2 separate regions of the Mus musculus genome follow, and region 1 is linked to region 2. A link is a contact called in public Hi-C data. All regions are on one chromosome and are shown on one strand. The core of a region is the stretch at or near the end of the contact, and the rest is flanking DNA. Distances in the headings are between cores, read along the strand shown.

Region 1 (5,316 bases), core at 34-2,533, 210 kb after region 2:
TGGGAACAAACACATTAATCATTCAATATAGTGAAGAACCACGAAGACAATGTTTTGATAAGAAGTAAATAATGTTTATTGTTTTGTTTGAATAAAAACAACCTCCCACACACACACACACACAGACTTGCACGCACATGCACACACACGCATGTGCGTGCAGGGGCCTATGATAAATCTGATGAATGTCCAAGACAGGAGTAACAGCAGCGACATTTGGAGACAGAAACAAGGTCCGTTTCTGGAGCCACCTCCACCATGGCGCTGGAACTCAGTGGGCTGTGCTTAGGCAGAAGTTGGCCGGGTAGAGAAGAGTTCACGATGCATACAACATGGGACATTATGCAAACTCGTGTGCCAGAAATTAAAAAAAAAAAAAAAAAAGTAAAAGGTACACTTCGCCTGATTTAGGATTTTGAAAATTCCCCACAGCTGCTGGGGGAGGAGAGTATTTAAGTACACTGGGCTCTTAGGTGAGCAGCTTTGCCCCATTAGCACGTAAACTTGGAGTATGTGCACAATGCAATGCCCAGGTGTCTAGCTCTATTTGTAGCACATTTTGGTATCAATTAGAAAGCAGAAGGCAGAAGGGGGAGCCTTAGAGGAGGAAGATATGGATCCTACGTGGTTGCCATGGGCTGAAGACCACCTCTTCCTTAAAGCGCACCCTCCCTCACTAACAGTCGCCGCTTTTCTAGGCAGAAACATGGCAGAAGGCTATGATTCACTGTCTATCGACCACTATTGTTGCAATTGCCTTGGAAACGGATTATTCTAGAGAATGTTTGCCTCTTCATTGTTTAGTCTGTTTCTCACAGAAAGACAAAATTGACTAGGCTAATTTTCTGAGATAAGGATATCTGAGCACTTAAGATTTCCTTAGAAACACGAAAAAGAAAGAAGAGAGTCGAAAAACTGCCACCATGTGTCTTCTTCCAGGAATGAGATCTTTCTGTTATAAAGTTAAACAATTACATTACCTGCATAGAAAACCTTCTGTGCAAAGACCGAAATGGATAGGTGATGATTTCCTCGTTCTACTAATAACAAGTAATGATGCAGACATTAAAGGCACTGGATCGTGCTCAATGACGTTTCCACCACATACAGGGAAGAGTAGTAGCCAAAAGGTGGCTTTTTACTCTAACATAGATCATCAAAAGGCATCCCCTGTCCTCCCTCCAGTTAAAAACGCAAAGTTCTCTAGAGCAGTTGTGCTCACCCGGGGAGCTCGCACTCATCAGGTCATTGTGAATACAGGAAAGAGGAAATTGCGTCTCAGCCAGCTTGACACAGACGCGAACAGGGCAGCTTTCTTATTGCTTAAGCATACAATGCGGTGTGTTCAGGTACACTGCAGTTTCTTTCTCACAAAGAGCCAATCCAGCCCGAACGGTGAGGGAAGACGCTGCTGGAGGAGGATTTATTGAAATGCTGTACATCTTGAAAGGATTACGTGCACCTGCACATAAAGAATCTCAACGGCTTTAGACACACGGGCTAAAGGCGCCGTCTTTATTACACTTCTTTCAAGTGTGCATACTTGACTGATAATCTGGACAAGTTTCAAGTGCTCAGGGTCAGTGCCGAGGAGCAAGCGCGCCACCTACTGGTCAATATGGTCAGGACCCACCAGAAAGCCTTCAGACTACGTGGGGGCGAAAGGACCAAAGTGAAGAAGAGATCATTTCTTTAAAGCTGAGTTACAGAAATTGTGAAAAGTGGCAGTTTCCCCCAGGTTTTTATCCCATTTTCAATTCCATGAAATTAGATAAAACTTCACTGTAAAAAATAAATTGGGAAGAAGAGGTAAAGGAGAAAAAAAGATGTCTTTTTTCAGAACATTTACAGGAAAATTCTCATTTACAGTAAGAGTGCTTTTTTATTGTTGTTGTTGTCGTTCCCTTCTTCAAACTATTTCTATTTCCTTATAAGTCACTTTAACTAAATTAGCTGTTAAGCAACGTGGAAAAACTGGATAGCTAAAACGTCGTGTTCTCTATGCAAGCACATTAATTTAAATTGAGGCAAGCATATATTAAAATATAACAAAGTTTAATAGATTTGTTATTGCTCAAGTATTTTGATTAACTTTTCTTTTGCTTAAAATATTATACTTATGTAAGATAGTTTTCATACTTCATTTTTAAATTCTTGAGATGGAATCTTTAATAATTTACTTTAAGAAACTATATATTTAAAATTGTTTTTTAAATAATTATCTTGACATATTTCTACATAATCTGCATATATTTTACTCCTATCTATGCTGACTTGCAGAGCTCACACTTAGGAAGTAGTGAAAATTTCCATGACTACTAAGATGTAGGAGGCTGTAACTGTAGGCCTTCCTAGACCTCCCTCCAAGGACCTGTGGCTCCACATGTCAGCTGCTAGCCTCTTCAGGTCCCCACCAGCTGCAACACACTGAGCGTCCTCAGGCTCGTCCAGCCTGACATTATCAGAGGGAGAAGAATGGTCCCAGACAGAACTGCAAGGGCCAAGGATTGCCTCCTACTGTTTAGTTCAATAGGCCAGCTTAGCTTTTGAAGTTCCTGTCAGTTCGCTGAGCCAGAATTCGCTCTCTGTCTAGACTTGCTCTTCTTCCCTTCTCGCTTGTCCCCTGTGAAGGATAAGGCCAGTTTCCCTAGGCATCTCCTGCAGGTAAATACCACCTCAGCGAGAAGACAGGTGGAGCCTGTGATGTCAAGACCACCTCTTTTTGTTCTACTCTCTTCTATGGAAAGACCATAGTTCTTAATTTCATTCAAATATTTTCATCTATTAAAATGTAATCAAATACATCATAGATTTTTCTAAAATAAAAATGATACAAACTGTATGCTTTTTCCCTCAAGTGTAATTTATATCATTGGAATATTTTACCCAATCCTATATGTATAGGCATGTGTGTATATTGATGCTTTCATAGATGGTTTATTTTATGAAAGTGATGTTTTAACTTCTATTTATTGCAACTATAGAATGTTGATGTCTAATATAAGCAGATGCTGAGAAAGCGTTGTGTGTCACAAAGGAAAATACGCTCTGAATAATTTTAAATGATTTACTGACCTTTGCCAATTATATGGTGACTTGAGAGAGAGAGAGAGAGAGAGAGAGAGAGAGAGAGAGAGAGAGAGGGAGAGGGAGGGAGAGAGAGAGAGAGAGAGAGAGAGAGAGAGAGAGAGAGAGAGAGAGAGAATATCTGGATTTCAAAATGGGAGTAAAATGCCCTCTAGTGGTTAAGATTTTAATAAAGCAAGCTTTACTTATAAATATTAAACTCATTTACCTAAAAGAATTAAGCATGCTCTGGAAGCTCTGCCTGGCCAATCTGCAGTGGCAGACAGGGCTACCATGGGAGGCCCCTTCTGTGGGACACTGCAGTGTAAATTAAATAGATCCCATAAAGAGAACAATGAAATAGTTTTATACTTAGTAGATGAAATAATAACACAATGATTATTCTTAGAGAAAAGTAATGGATAATTTGTTTTATATACTTATTTATTTGGATGCTATTAATTCCTTCGCTTCTAGCATCTGCATTTTGATCTATATTTCTGAAGACTAACACTGGTTTTCTTTTCTGCTATTAATTTGCTTGGAAGCTTTGAAGAGGAAGAGTGAAGAGAAACTTCAAATCTATGAGCATTCTCAGCACGCCACTGCCTCATGAGAGGTGTCTTAGAATGCTAGTTGGTACACGCGATGGGGAGTTTTGTATTCATTTCTGTCAGCGTTGTAAAACAACAAAAAAGAAAGTCATTGTATTAAGTTTAGAAAGACTTAAAAGCACATGATAGTTCTGAGCTTTCCTCTCTCTAAGCATAATCTGGTTACTAGACAGAAACTTCCTGGATGTCTGCAGTCTAGTCAGGTGAACATCCCACCAAAGGAAGATGATACACAAGAGCTGAGGCCCTCCGAGACCCCACTGCCCCACCACTGGCAAATCTTGGCCTCTAAATTCAGTTAGATTAGATTCTGCCTATTGCTTGTCTCTCTGGCAACTTCATTCTCTCCAACAACATATACAATAATAAAAGTTCAAGGTAGGTTAAACACAGACTCTGTGAGTGATAGCTCCCACATTTCCAGTACCATCAATGATGGCTGTGTGTCTACTCACTGTCCATACAATAGAAGAGGCAGAGCAGGAACAAGCAAGCTTTCTGCTCCATGAGAGCACAGCATGGCCTTAGGTAATGAGGCTGTGCTCTGTCAGGAGAACCTGGACATCAAACAAACTGCAGAGTTAAGAAAGCTATTTCTCTGACCAGAAGCCACTCACATGCCACACCTTCATGCTAAAGCCATGTGAGAAAGTGTTACACATTCTCCTCAGAGGGTAAAGGAAATGGGGACACTGGATAGCGCCTCACCATCATAACATTTCAGGAATATTTTCCATTACTAGGTTTATAATTAAATACGGTAGAAGAACTTCAAATCTCATTTTTTTCTAAAACCGAAAATGAACTTGACCTAACTTTTCTTCCAAATAGCGTCATGATTAATAAAAGCAGTTTATATGAAAATGACTCTGTTATTTTGAATTTTTAATAAATCGTTTCATACCTCTGCATATATATTTGTGTGTATGAAGTTACTGAACTCTACCCTTCGTTTCATCAAATCAGTGTGTGTGTCTGTGTGTGTGTATAGCATCTCACCGTCATTTTCATATAGGCATATATGCAGTTTGAAATGTTTTTGCCTGGCCATAAACAAGGTTTCTAACCACCAGTACCCTCCTGAGTGGCTGTTATAAATAAATGGCAGGGGTAGAGACTAAGCCCAGGGCCTCATACATGCTCCCATGTGTCTATCCTTAGCTGTGTGCCTAGCCTTGGCTACTGAAGGAGTTAGATGAGATAGTCTACAATGGGATGATTATCTACTAAGATCGATGTGCTGACCCCCCTACTACCACAATGGCATGTGTTTAGTAGGAATCAATGTGTGTTGTGTGTGTGCATGCCTGTGAATGTGTGTCTGTGTAAACCTCTGCACATGTGTGTTTCTATGATTTGGATGCCCTAAGATTTCTTCCTCACCTGTTCTCTGCCTTACTATTGAGACAGCGTCTCTCACTAAATCCCACTAAAAGATTTGGCTAAACTGGCTAGACAAGAAAGCCCAGAGAACTACCTGTCTTCAGACCCACATCTCTGTTATTACAGGGATGTGTTTCGCGTGTATGCCGGCTATTCTAGTCCTCAAGCTCATGTGTCGAGCACTTTACCAAGTCAGCTTCCCCTCACTGCCAGTGACTGGCTTTATCGTCCATGTGATAGGTAAACCAGGGCA
Region 2 (5,814 bases), core at 1,663-4,162:
CAATGTGTCCCAAGCAGGTACTATGAGAATTCAGAATACTTAGATATCACAGCTGGGAGAAACATCAGCAATGTGTTTGTGTGAGCTGAGTATTTGTGAGGACAACACAGGACCTTTTGTTATCTGTAGAAGGAGAAAGGTAGAATGAAAAAAAGAACATTCTAGAAGAAAAAAGTAGCATAAGTAAGAAGGTACGGAAGTGACAAAGGCCTCTCATGACACGTTTAGTATGTCTGTTACTAGACATATTGAACAACTCCAGGTCAGATTGGTTGAAAGACAGACTGGACAACTAACCTTGGGCAAGTAAGTAATTTTTCTCATCTGAGCCCATGCATGTCACAAAAGATATACTCAATCACTATTCACTTTTTTAACATTTAGTTTTCACTGAAAGTAACTAAACATGCCAAAATATTGTCATAAGGCTTACGTTTAATCATCACATTTAATTACAAAGCATAAAGTTTGGAACCGTCATCTTGTTCAAATCAGTAGACCACTCTAGTTAAGTAGGAAGAGAATGCTAGTAACTCCAGACAGTTAAACTCAGTCCAGAACATCATTTGCAGTGTGTGGATATTAATAGGCTATGGTTGATCAGTTAAATATTAAACACAAGTAGAAAAGTATAAGGGTGCTTTGAAATATAAGCAATCGGGTCAAATGATAGAAGTGCAAATGGCTTTATAAGGATAACGAAAAGATGAGCAAGGTATTATTCACTCACCTTGTGAGTTAAGAGCTGAGGATGGAAAGAAAGATGTAAGGAAGATACACAAAGTATTCAGTGTGATGTAAGCAACGTGGTAAATATAAAGACTATACTTAATTGTTAGATACTCATAATCAATGAATACACCTTTGAAAGAAAAATATAATGCATTGTTCTTAGAATAAACTGGGATTTATTAAGTTTTAATAAATTTTAGCATATGCCATAATTTCATTAAATTTGATTTACAGTTGAGATTATATGAAAGAATATGTTGTTTCTTTCATTCCAGAAGGAGATCACTTTATCTCATGCAATAAAATATGAGATACTAAAGCCAAGGGACTAAGATAATCACTTCGTACAATTTTTTTTAGGGAAACAGTGCTTGGCTGATTGAAGAACACCAGGCTCAGGGATCCTATGGCAAGATGGATTATGACATTGTCCTCTGATATATCAGGAATACCCATGAACCTGGTATTCTCATTGTCTCCAGATACCATAGTTCTAAAGACAGTCACCTGAGTACCTGTGCATTCTTTCACTTTCCCACACATGACTCATACACAAGTATTAGCTGGGCATCAGTGACTCACACTCTTTTAATGCTTGAACAGACCTTTTGTTTGGGTGCTTTTAATAATAGAAGATGATCCTAGAGTCATCTCTAAGAAACTTGGTGGCTCCACTGACATAGCTATATTTTAAGGCCCAAACTAGGAATTACTATGAAACAATGAAAGAAAGTTTAGACTGGCAACATTTTCCCCATTTCTGAATGGTTTCTTTTACTACTAAAAATGAAGGTACACACACCAAACTTAGCACATGCTACTAGCATAAATGATTCCAGATCAGGCTCCCAAAAATCACATCAAAACCATTTCTCTCAGCTCACAAAGTAATATGGCAATAGTGGCTTAGAAGTGTGAGTGAAGTACATATGTGACAGATCACTTGTGGGCCAGAACCCCCTTCAGTGTCTGTAGATAACTCTACTTCTTGCACAGGACCATTAAATTGTAAATTGTCTGCTCTTTCCTTACACATTTACTATTGCCTTTCTTTGACTATCATGTCTGCGACTTTGGAAGCCATTTTAAACAACCATTCTAGAATTCTAATAGACTTTCTGGCAACCACCAGTTTTCATGCCATCTTTAATTAATAAGCATGCTTATGTATCTTAGATGCTAATACATGACTTTTTTTGATAGGTATACATTAAACTCATGGTATGTTTCCCATTAAATGCAGGAAGAGAGAACTGTCATGGGAGAAATGCCAGTGAAAAACATATTTATACTCCTCTGTTCTTTACTCCAATAATGGGTATTCTTTTTTTTTTTTTTGACTTTGGCTGTTCATCTTATTTAAATTTTTTGCTATTCACACTAATTTAGCCTTTATTTAAATTGTATCGGCAATTTACCACATACCACAGGATAACTTCTTAATGTGCATTTTGTACCAAGATTTGTATCAACTGAAATATAAGAACTGTGCCCTACATCATTTATGCAATCCAGAAAACAAGATACACATTGTAGTCTGTAAAAGGGAAAACTAAGCTGAAAGAATACTTTAGAGAACAACACTGTGAGTTTTAATACAAAGTCACCTGTTTCAGCTTTTGTGTGTTTACCATTTCCTGTGCTAAATACAGGGATAAAGTGATAGTGGTACTAGGAAGCTGGGAGGCTTGTTAGTGGTGGTGAATCACTATGACCATAAATAAAAGCTGCCATAAAACTTCAGAGCATTCCATCACTGGGCATGCAAAGTTCACACAGAGACTGCTTTCTCTGCCTACCTCCTTACATTCAGAGTCCACCAGCAGGCTTTTAATAGTACATGTCCGTCCAATCCAGCATTCAACAGGTTTCTTTAATCAGATTAATGGGTATGACAGTTTACAAGTAGGGGAAGCTTGCTATAAGCTTCCAAACAAAACATTGTTAGCTACCATTGAGAAATGCAACCTCATTCCTCTGCTTGACTTATCACAACCTTTAACACACACACACACCACACACACACGGACACAGACATGAAGAACCTTTGACATGTCCAAAAGGAAATGTCTGTTTTGGATCCTAGAATCAGATTTCCAAGTCCCAAAGTCTGCTGATTACTAACCTTGCCTCTGCATGGTCTATGGATGTGCATTCCACAAACACAAAAGAAAGCTGACTCAGGCTGATCACTCACTAGGACAGTATAATGTGGGATTAGTTGGACAATTGTTCTCTGTCTCCTTTACTTGGTGTGGTGGATATTCCCTACTGCTGATGAACACTGTGGTTTGAACTAAAACCCGAAAACAGTTGTCTTTAAGCTTTGAAGCTAAAAACATAGCTCCCATGTTGTTTCCTCTGCTCTAAACGATGATGATGATTTGAAAATATCAACAATTACCACTTTGTGATCACTTTATGGTCAGAAATACTGCTGACATTTTCCTGTGAATACCATGTAATAGACACAGCACATCTGTGTAGAAACTTGTTTCCATGCAGAAACAAGGGTGCACAATGGGAAAAAAGAATGGAGAAAAGCTAGAACTTTCTTTTGCATTGGACTCTACTATCCATTCTTTAAATCAATGTTCTGTTTGAAGAAGTATTTCAGACACTCAAATAACTGTTCAAAGGCTGCGGTGCTGTAGTTATATAGAGTCATTAGGGTAGAAAAACGACCTTTAGCAAGTTTGAGAGTCTTGTCTTTAAAGTCTTAAAAATTAAGCAGGAGACACTAAATATTTCAGAAAATATTATACTTTAAAGAAGTTATGTAAAGATTGTTTTATTTTCTTAGAGTAACATTTAGATTGGTAACTCGATATCATTATAAAAATGAAAACACCTGTAGACTAGAGACTACGGAACTGGAGAGATGGCTCACTAGTTAAGAGCACTGGTTGCTCTTCCAGAAGATGCAGGCTTGATTCCAAGATGCCACATAACAGCTGACAATTGTCTGCATGTCCCAGGGAATCTTACACCTTCCTCAAGTCTCCACAGGCATTAGATGCATGTGGTACGCAGATATGTATGAAAACAAAATATAGACTCAAAAATAAAATTTAAAACAGAATATGAATTATAGTAAACTAAATTAAAATATCTAAGAAGACCAAGTCTATTCTAGAAATTTACTCATTATTATGACTTAGAAAATGATATGGATTCTTATAAAATTATTTTACAAAATGTTATAACATTTTTAAAGCATATATAGTAAATGACATGTCATTACTTATCTATATTTATGGAAACAAAAGAATTCTATATACATGAATTTTTCCAAAGACAAAGTTCTAGCCTCCTTTTAGATGTTTATTGTGTTTTAAAATTTTTAAATCATTCTTATAGACCTCAAGAAGTTTTATTAAAAACTCAGTAGAAAGATGTATATCATGGTTGATTCATAAAAACAACAAATAAAGATATTCCAATCAATTTATTCAGGGCAGGTAAGCTCCTTTCCAGCTTGTGCCTTTCCACCCAGCATTGCTGGCACATGGACCACGTTCATGGAACTGCTTTGATGCTGGTCATATATTTCTTTTGAGTTTAGTTCTCTCATCTGAAATTCTACATAAGTTTAATATTAACCAGATGAGCAATTGTAGCATATAATTAGACCTAGAATATTAGCAGACTACATCTGACCACAGAATTTCAGGACCTCAGGACTTATTTGCCTCTTTGAATTGTAAAGCTACAGCTTTTTGTGACTCAGGGTTCCCTTTCTGGATTGGGTGTACCAATCTTAGATTTTGTAGGCTTGGGTGCTTTGGGCTCATCTCAGACTCACTCCTCTCGTCTTCTCCTATTCAGTTTAAGTCATAGAACTTTTAATTTTCTCATTACTGTGAAAACATACTTAACAAAAGCATCTTATGGAAGGAAGGTTTTGTGTTGGCTTATGGTGTGACCTTCAGAAAGGTATAATAGGAGAAATGGGATGTGCCAAGTCACAGTATGCCTTCAATCAAGACAGAGAGCAAGATGAGTGCTAGCGTGTGGCTTGACTTTTCTTCCTATTCTGGTTTCTGGTGCTCAGTCTGCTGATGCTCATAGTCATGGCTGTCTTTGCTTCTCAAACATCTGTGGAATGAGCTTTGCAGACTTGCCCAGAGGTGATTCTAAATGCAGTCAAACTGACCTGAAAATTAACTACCACAAACCAATCATGTACCAAGCACAGCAGAGCAATGGGCTATGCTGTTTTGCTTGAGTTCTGGCTGTGCTGGAACTCAGCTCTATATACCAGGCTGGCCTGGAACTCACAGAGATCCACCTGCCTCTGCCTCTCACATACCATCATCCTCTGTGCTTGTTTGTTTTTACGTTATGTATATATATTTACATCTTCTCTACCAATAAAGCAGCAGACATTTTTTGTTTGCAATACTGGGAATTAAAGATGGTGCCTCACACATGGTACATAAGCTTCTTATTATATGCCTAATCCCAAACAATAATCTTTAAAGAACTTTTAAAAAATAATGTATTATAACTCATGGAATTACCTACCCCTTCATTTTCTGATGATTAGAATTATACTTAAATGAGATAAAAAATAAACCAACAAGAGAGAAACTCAAAGTACACCCAAGAAAAGAACTATTAAGCATTTTTTACATCAACAAGCTCATTGCTTCTTACTGCATATATCCTCTTAATATATGGCCATAAAGTACAAAGAGAAGTAAAAAAATTTCTTTCCCTTATGCATAGAGTCAAGGCAGAACTTATAGGTTAGTCATTGAGATGGTTAATATTTCCTCAACACTCTTCTATCAGATACCCCCAAAAGTAAAAACAAAAAAATTCTCAAGTTGAGACTTGTACTTTGCCCAAAACCAAACCTTTTTTCCAAAACAGACTGCTCAGTGTTTTCATACAGCCTGAAAGCTCAAAGCAGTTTTGCTTATCTGAATGATTAAAAGAAAAACCAAAAGAATCATATTGTGTAACATAATCATTGTATTTTAACTCAAATTTCAGTTCTGTACATAAAATTGTAAATTTGAAGATGAGATATTCACAGAAATATGATACTTTGCCTACACACACACACACACACAC

Evidence for each region. A called contact is a pair of places that touch in the nucleus more often than the background predicts.
Region 1: a Hi-C map of pancreatic cancer cells shows a contact between it and region 2, with 3 times the contacts expected there. The contact joins two enhancer-like sites. A contact is called at or near these places in 1 of 15 datasets of contacts at CTCF or cohesin (embryonic stem cells), 69 of 484 Hi-C or Micro-C datasets (the AML12 cell line, the C2C12 cell line, the HL-1 cell line and 33 more), 9 of 115 datasets of contacts at active chromatin or transcription factors (astrocytes, a beta-TC-6 cell line, craniofacial prominence and 5 more) and 1 of 9 other capture datasets (adipose tissue).

What each region holds. Positions count from the first base shown.
Region 1 is chr5:13,627,643-13,632,958 of GRCm38.p6, forward strand. No RefSeq gene overlaps it. Among named protein-coding and RNA genes, the nearest start is that of Gm6647, 140 kb to the right of the region's middle. Within about 2 kb of position 1,284, at least 51 of the 459 cell types and tissues checked have an H3K27ac peak or open chromatin away from gene starts, as enhancers often do. A contact at or near this core is called in neural progenitor cells, neural stem cells and pancreatic cancer cells, where this site is marked.
Region 2 is chr5:13,414,634-13,420,447 of GRCm38.p6, forward strand. All of the region lies in intron 1 of Sema3a (sema domain, immunoglobulin domain (Ig), short basic domain, secreted, (semaphorin) 3A), which reads left to right. Among named protein-coding and RNA genes, the nearest start is that of Sema3a, 18 kb to the left of the region's middle. Within about 2 kb of position 2,913, at least 20 of the 459 cell types and tissues checked have an H3K27ac peak or open chromatin away from gene starts, as enhancers often do. A contact at or near this core is called in neural progenitor cells, neural stem cells and pancreatic cancer cells, where this site is marked.